Linked DNA regions of Mus musculus: region 1 is linked to region 2. A link is a contact called in public Hi-C data. All regions are on one chromosome and are shown on one strand. The core of a region is the stretch at or near the end of the contact, and the rest is flanking DNA. Distances in the headings are between cores, read along the strand shown. Region 1 holds the start of Cpped1 (calcineurin-like phosphoesterase domain containing 1). Region 2 overlaps Cpped1 (calcineurin-like phosphoesterase domain containing 1).

Evidence for each region. A called contact is a pair of places that touch in the nucleus more often than the background predicts.
Region 1: a Hi-C map of adipose-derived mesenchymal stem cells shows a contact between it and region 2, with 2.0 times the contacts expected there. The contact joins the promoter of Cpped1 here to the enhancer-like site in region 2. A contact is called at or near these places in 3 of 39 promoter capture datasets (the HPC-7 cell line, epiblast stem cells and stem cell-derived epiblast-like cells), 2 of 484 Hi-C or Micro-C datasets (adipose-derived mesenchymal stem cells and nephron progenitors), 5 of 115 datasets of contacts at active chromatin or transcription factors (the SCID.adh cell line, bone marrow-derived macrophages, embryonic stem cells and 1 more) and 3 of 9 other capture datasets (adipose tissue, embryonic stem cells and liver).

What each region holds. Positions count from the first base shown.
Region 1 is chr16:11,907,762-11,910,869 of GRCm38.p6, reverse strand. Cpped1 (calcineurin-like phosphoesterase domain containing 1) reads left to right here and starts at 1,447. Exons shown (of 4, transcript NM_146067.3): 1 at 1,447-1,604. The coding sequence starts at 1,535. All of the region lies in intron 2 of Gm9961 (predicted gene 9961), which reads right to left.
Region 2 is chr16:11,852,659-11,855,504 of GRCm38.p6, reverse strand. All of the region lies in intron 2 of Cpped1 (calcineurin-like phosphoesterase domain containing 1), which reads left to right. Among named protein-coding and RNA genes, the nearest start is that of Gm9961, 47 kb to the left of the region's middle. Within about 2 kb of position 1,319, at least 29 of the 459 cell types and tissues checked have an H3K27ac peak or open chromatin away from gene starts, as enhancers often do. A contact at or near this core is called in adipose-derived mesenchymal stem cells, where this site is marked.

The DNA of each region.
Region 1 (3,108 bases), core at 198-2,697, 55 kb before region 2:
CCTACCTGATATAGGGTATGGCTGGCATATCCCACCCTTTACCCTGAACACTCCAGCCCAGAGGCTGGGCTGCCCTTCCCCCCCCCCCCAGGGGCTCTTCCCTATATAGTCCAGACATTTTGTTACCCAGCCTTTTTGTACCTTTGGCCTCCTGGCTGCTGCACCTGGTTCTTTTCTTCCCTCCTTCTCCTTACCCCTTCCCCTTGCCCAGTATTAGATTTTCACAGATGTCTCAGCTTTTGGCTACACTCTCCCACAGATAAGCTTTCTCCTCCACCACACCTAGGGGGAATTCATATCCTTTCCCTTCCTTTTTATTTCTTTTTCTTTCGTTCACAACTAGCTGGGGACAACTTCCAACATGAGCCTACGGGAGACATCTTATGTGCAAATTACAACATCATCTAACTTTCTCACCAACCCAATAACCCTAGGTATTGTTATTGTTCTCATTTGACAGGTAGGAAAACTGAGGTGCAGAGCAACTAATTTTTAAGATCATACCTAAAGTAAGTGGTAGTATTAGGATAAACCCAAGTAGCTGAGACACAAGCTCATTTGTATTTCTGTCCTAAATTGCTAGGACTTATATCTGACTCTAGTTCAAGGTCATGGGACATCATCCTAGCTCTGTTAACCATACGAACATTTCAGGCTTACACTTGTTGAGAAGAAAATTTAGCAACTTGGCAGATCCTAGGAATTCCCCTGTAGTGCTTAATAAATGTATCCTCTTTTTGGAGATCTGAATTTAACATTTTCCACCTCGAAATCTGGATTGCTACCAAGTGTGAGGGTTGTAGTCCAGTGTAACGGCTTTTGAGTTGGATAGATTTTGTCTTGCTCACCTGCAGCTCTTAGCTTTCAGGAGTTGTGTCTCTCTCTGAGTGTCAGTTTCCCCATCTGACAAGTGCAGTCAATGAGGTAACAAGCAAAACACAAAGTACTTCGGGCAATGCCTGTTACCCAGCAACAACAGTGACAGAATGACAGTGGCAATGTCCAGGCAGTCAAGATGCCTTAAAGACTCTTGAGATTATGGTGGGCAGTTTGGAAGGGTTGCAACATAAAACTTAGGACATCAAATTGAAATGGAATTTCAGATAAACAATATTTTAAAAATAACTGCTTAAGTATCTCCCAAATACTGCATGAGATATATTTAAGCTAAACGTGGGTTTTGTTGGGTTTTTTTGTTTGTTTGTTTTTGTTTTGTTTTTTCCTATTCTTGTTAACCTGAAATCCCAAATTATGAAGCGGCCCGATGCGTGTTACATAAGACAACTCCAGGCCTCAAAGCCTCAACCCCCAGTCTGTTCCAGTGAAAGTTGGATCCTGACCCCGGGAGGATCCCACTAGGGGTGGCAATCTCCGTGTTCTGCCCAGGCAGTACTAGCAGCACCCAGAGCGGCCCCGCCCCGCCCGGCCCTCCTGGAGGGCAGGTTCCAGAAGCTGTTCCAGGCGGGGCTGCCGGGTGGTGTGGAGTCGCTCCCTCCTCTCACAGAACGTGCCCAGGCAAGGCCAGTCGCTCGCCATGTCCGCTATGGAGGCGGCGGATGTTTTCCACAGAGCCCGGGGCAGGACCCTGGACGCGTTTTCCTCAGGTACTGCTTGGCTCTTCGCCTGGGAAGGGGGGCACTCCAGAGCTGCAGAACCTTCCGCGAGGGGAACCTTCCGGTCGCGGGCGCTCACTTCTATCCGGATCCCTTCGTGGGTTGCACACAGCACCGGGGACCGTTGTCGGAGTTGTTCCTCCCTCGCAGTGTTGGGTGCTTCGCTGGCCTTGACTTGACCTTGCAAACCACAAACTTAAAAAATAAAGCAAACAAACTAAACAGAAGCGGGGCGGAGGTGGCAGAGAAGTGAATGACTGCTTGGGCTCTGCTACGGGGCCTGTCTTCTCTCTTCCTTGGCAAGCTTCTGCGGGGCAGCTGACAAGCGCTGTGTGTGTCAGGGGCTGTCAATTGTAGTGAGAGTGTTTTTATATCCAGTTGCTTACTGTAACCGTAGAAAGGGAAGGCATTCTGGTCCAGGTAGCGTTCTTGGAAGTTGGGCTTAGATAATCTGACCCAGTCTTGCCTCAAAGGGAGCGTTGTTAACACATCAGACTATTTCTGTAACCTTGGGTGTGGAACACATGCTGGGTGTTAAGCAAATGATAGGCCCCAGCAACTCAGAGGATACCGGATTGGTTCCTGTTTCCCTGTGTTTCCTTTGGATCTTTGGGGTTGATTCTTCTCTGGCACTTGGCTTAGAATCACAGGAACGCTCGCCTTGTTATCCAGCCTCTAATTTGCCTGAACTGCTCTGAAAAAAGAATCAGGCCCGTTCCAAACCCGGAGGGCCTTGGCACCTGCTCTCCTCTGCTCACCTGGTGGGACTTGGAAGTCTGGCACCTTCTCAGCCTTCACATCCTATTTTCAGGTTCATTTCCTCAGACTTACCTCTGCCTAGCTAGCCAAAGAAGATCAATCCTACAGTTCTCTGCTAGGCCTTTGTTTCTTTTCCCCTCCTTGCAGTTCAAGGTTCTGCACAGGTGCGCACAGCCAAAAATCCACTGATGGTGGACTGGGGAAAGTCCAGTCTGCAGTGTTGCCATTTTCTACAGATTTTAATGTGTCTTAGGTTTTTGTTTGTTTGTTTTCCCAGCCTACATGTTTTTGAGATGCCTCCTATTCTAAGTAGTTCTCCTTCCTTCCTTCCTTCTGAACAGTATCCCATTGATTGCGCATTCGTGCTGTATGTTTTGTTAATGGATGTGCTGAGTTTTACCAACTTGGTGTCTTTCTTGTCTTTGCTTCTCCAGATTTCTCTTTGCCACAGTGCTCTAGGAGCGACTGCTTGCAGGAATGAACTCTTTGTCCTGATCCTTAGATTGGCAGGAGAGCTGGGCAAGAAGACACTCAGCCAACCAGAAGCTCCCACGGGAGATTAGGGGGAGGAGAAACAAACACCTGAATGTGTATTCCTGCACTTGATGCCCTTCCAGGGTTCCCCTTTGTAGACTGTATTCCTCCCTAGAAGGCCCTGTTTCTCCCAACAGTCTTTATGTTCTTAGACTCTGTTCCCAGATGGAGGTATCTGAATGACAGTGGCTCTATCTTTTGG
Region 2 (2,846 bases), core at 70-2,569:
ACCCTCTTCAGACACACCAGAAGAGGGCATCAGATCCTATTACAGATGGTTATGAGCCACCATGTGGTTGCTGGGAATTGAACTCAGGACCTCTGAAAGAGCAGTCAGTGCTCTTAACGGCTGAGGCATCTCTCTAGCCAGTTGTTTGTTTTGTTGTTGTTGTTGTTGTTGTTTTAATGGCAAAGGACCACAGGGCTTAATGCATACCAGGCAAGCACTGTGCCACTGAGCCACATCTGCAGACCTAAGAAGTCACTCTTTGTCCTGAGGTCCTAACTTTTTAGGTTGGTATATACATGATGAGGCTTTGTCATTGTGTCTTCATTCATGAGTATCATTGCATTCTGCCCGACTATTGCCTTCCCTGATAGGTCTCTTATGCACCTGGAAATGATGTTGAACCTATAGCAGGAGAGAGACGATATTGTTTCTTTCTGGTGGGATTCTAAGCTTCCCCAAGACCATTTACCTGTACCTCAGTCCTCAGATGAACCTGTGTACAGTAGGTCCTCCGCAAGCAGCTAGAAACCTGGATCCTCAGAGTTCTCTCCACGCTGCTTACAGAAGCTCACCATGCCTAGACTGCTGAATAAACAGTGCTGAATGTGGGGCTTCAGCTTTCCTTCTGGAAAAGCAAGGCTGTCTCTGTGACCACCTCTAAGAGAAGTCCTGGCTCTGGGTCTCCATGGGCTTCCCTGGCAGGTCATCGTGGTCATTGCTGTAGAAGTTTAGGGCAGAGAGGAGACCCCAGGAAGGCAGAGTGTAGTTTTCTCCATATCTTTTTGCCTTGATCAGCCGCAGCTTGAGATGATTGTGCACTGAGCCCCATGGATCCTCTTAGCCTGACTCATCTTATTTGGGCTGGTATTGGGACCTCCATATAATGTCCTTTCCTCTTTGATGTCCCCATAATACTGAAGAGTAGCTCTTTGGGCAGAATTCTACTGTCAGATGTTAGCTTTCTTGTTTCCCCATTTCCCTTTCAGGGATTTTAGGAGGGCCTGGGATACCACTGTACCACTAATGGCTGTGCCAACTCTCAGAAAGGAATAGTGGAAGTGCCCAGCAGGGAGACAGAGGAGGGTGTTAAATGGCCACCAGTAAATCTTCTAAGTGGCTGTATTTTTATGTGTTTTGCAATTGGCAACATACATATTTTCACACCTATTTTAACTGGCATTCATAATTTTTATAATCTTGGACCGTGTATTTCTGTGATGTCTTTAGTTAGGCATTTCCTGCTATCCCAGTCTTGCCTGAGACTCTGAAATCCCAAGCTTACATTCTCAGCTCCTCCCTCAGCCTTTGTATGTGGTTTATGGCTCATCAAGATGTTCTGCGAGCTGCTGTCCCCCTGGGGAGATAGATGTACAAGAACATTATCATGCTTGCAGACATGTCCCACAGCTTTTACATTTTCCTTAAAAGTATTATGGTCATTTTTCTTTTCTCTTCTTCCTTGTATATCCATTGTATGAAATGGTGAGTTTTACTATGTTGTCACAGCACATGCTCACGTCATGCATTCTCCCTGTATTCTCCCCTATTTCCCTCCCCTCCTGCTGGTCTCCTTTGTCTTCCCAAATAGTTCCCTCTTGCTTATATAACATTTATGTGTGTCTGCTAATGTGCATGAGTGTGTGTATGTTTTCGATTTTCTTCCAAATGTCCTAATTTTATTCTTTATTTCTTAAAACTCCATTATGTATCCGTATCACATTTCTTTATGTTGATAGACATCTCAGCTAATTCCATAACTTGAGAATTGTGAATAGTGTTACAGTAAACATAGATATGCAAATATCTCTGTGGTGTGCTGACTTGGAGACTCGGGGTGCTTTAGCTGGTTCCTGGGGTACTTCTTTAGGAGGAGCCTCCATACTGACCTGTACATTGTGTGGATCAGTTTGCATTCCCATCACAGTGTATAAGGGTTCTTTAATTTGTAGATTTGTAAGAGCATTCTTTGTAATGTTTAAATCATGTTGTCTTTGGCCATAGAGAGGAGCAGAGTACAGACTCGGTGTGACTGGCACTCCACACCACGCAGTGTGCCTTGTGGCATAGCTGACTTGAGCCTGTTCCCAAAGCTCCAGCCATGTCTCTACTTATTTGCATCTTCTGCCTACAGAAGCACACGCCCACCCTGATATTTGGTGCAGATTTCTACTGGTACTCACATAAACAGATCAGGAATACCCAGCTAATTTCCCTCCTAATGAGGGGAAGCAAACAATGACAGCCATTTTCAGAACTGCCTGGAATCAAGCCTAGAGTCCTGAATCGCACTGCAGCAGTCTCCTGACCACTGCTGATGCTTCAGGCTGTCTCTCCACTCACAGCGACTCCCCTCAGGGCTCCATAAACAAGTCTGTCTCTATCCACTTGTTCCATAAAAAGAGCATCTAGAAGGGGATTGATTTTTTTTTTTTAATCCTGTCTGGTATAAAACCGTTGCAAGCATCTCATGCTATCCATGAGACACCCGTTCTGCCTTATGGTTTACCTTTTCTGCCATCTTGCCCCCTGCATCCTGAGTACCAGCCAGCCAGTTGGCCTGGAGTGACTGTCATATTCTGTCATAATTGGGCCTCATTAGATTGTCATGCCAGGCCATCTTCCTGGGTTGGAAGTAGAAATGGTCTCGGTGCATCATTGGTTCCTGGAGCTGCTGGGTAAGTGACAGCAGCAGGGACTGCAGCCTTTTCTCCCCAGCCAGAGCTGCTGCTGTAGCAGTGCACTGGAGTGTATTATCAAGTTGCACACATTAGTGGAGCACCACCTGATCTTTTGGTGTTCATATATTGCATGTGTAAGTCAGACTAAATTATCTCCACGGACAGCTA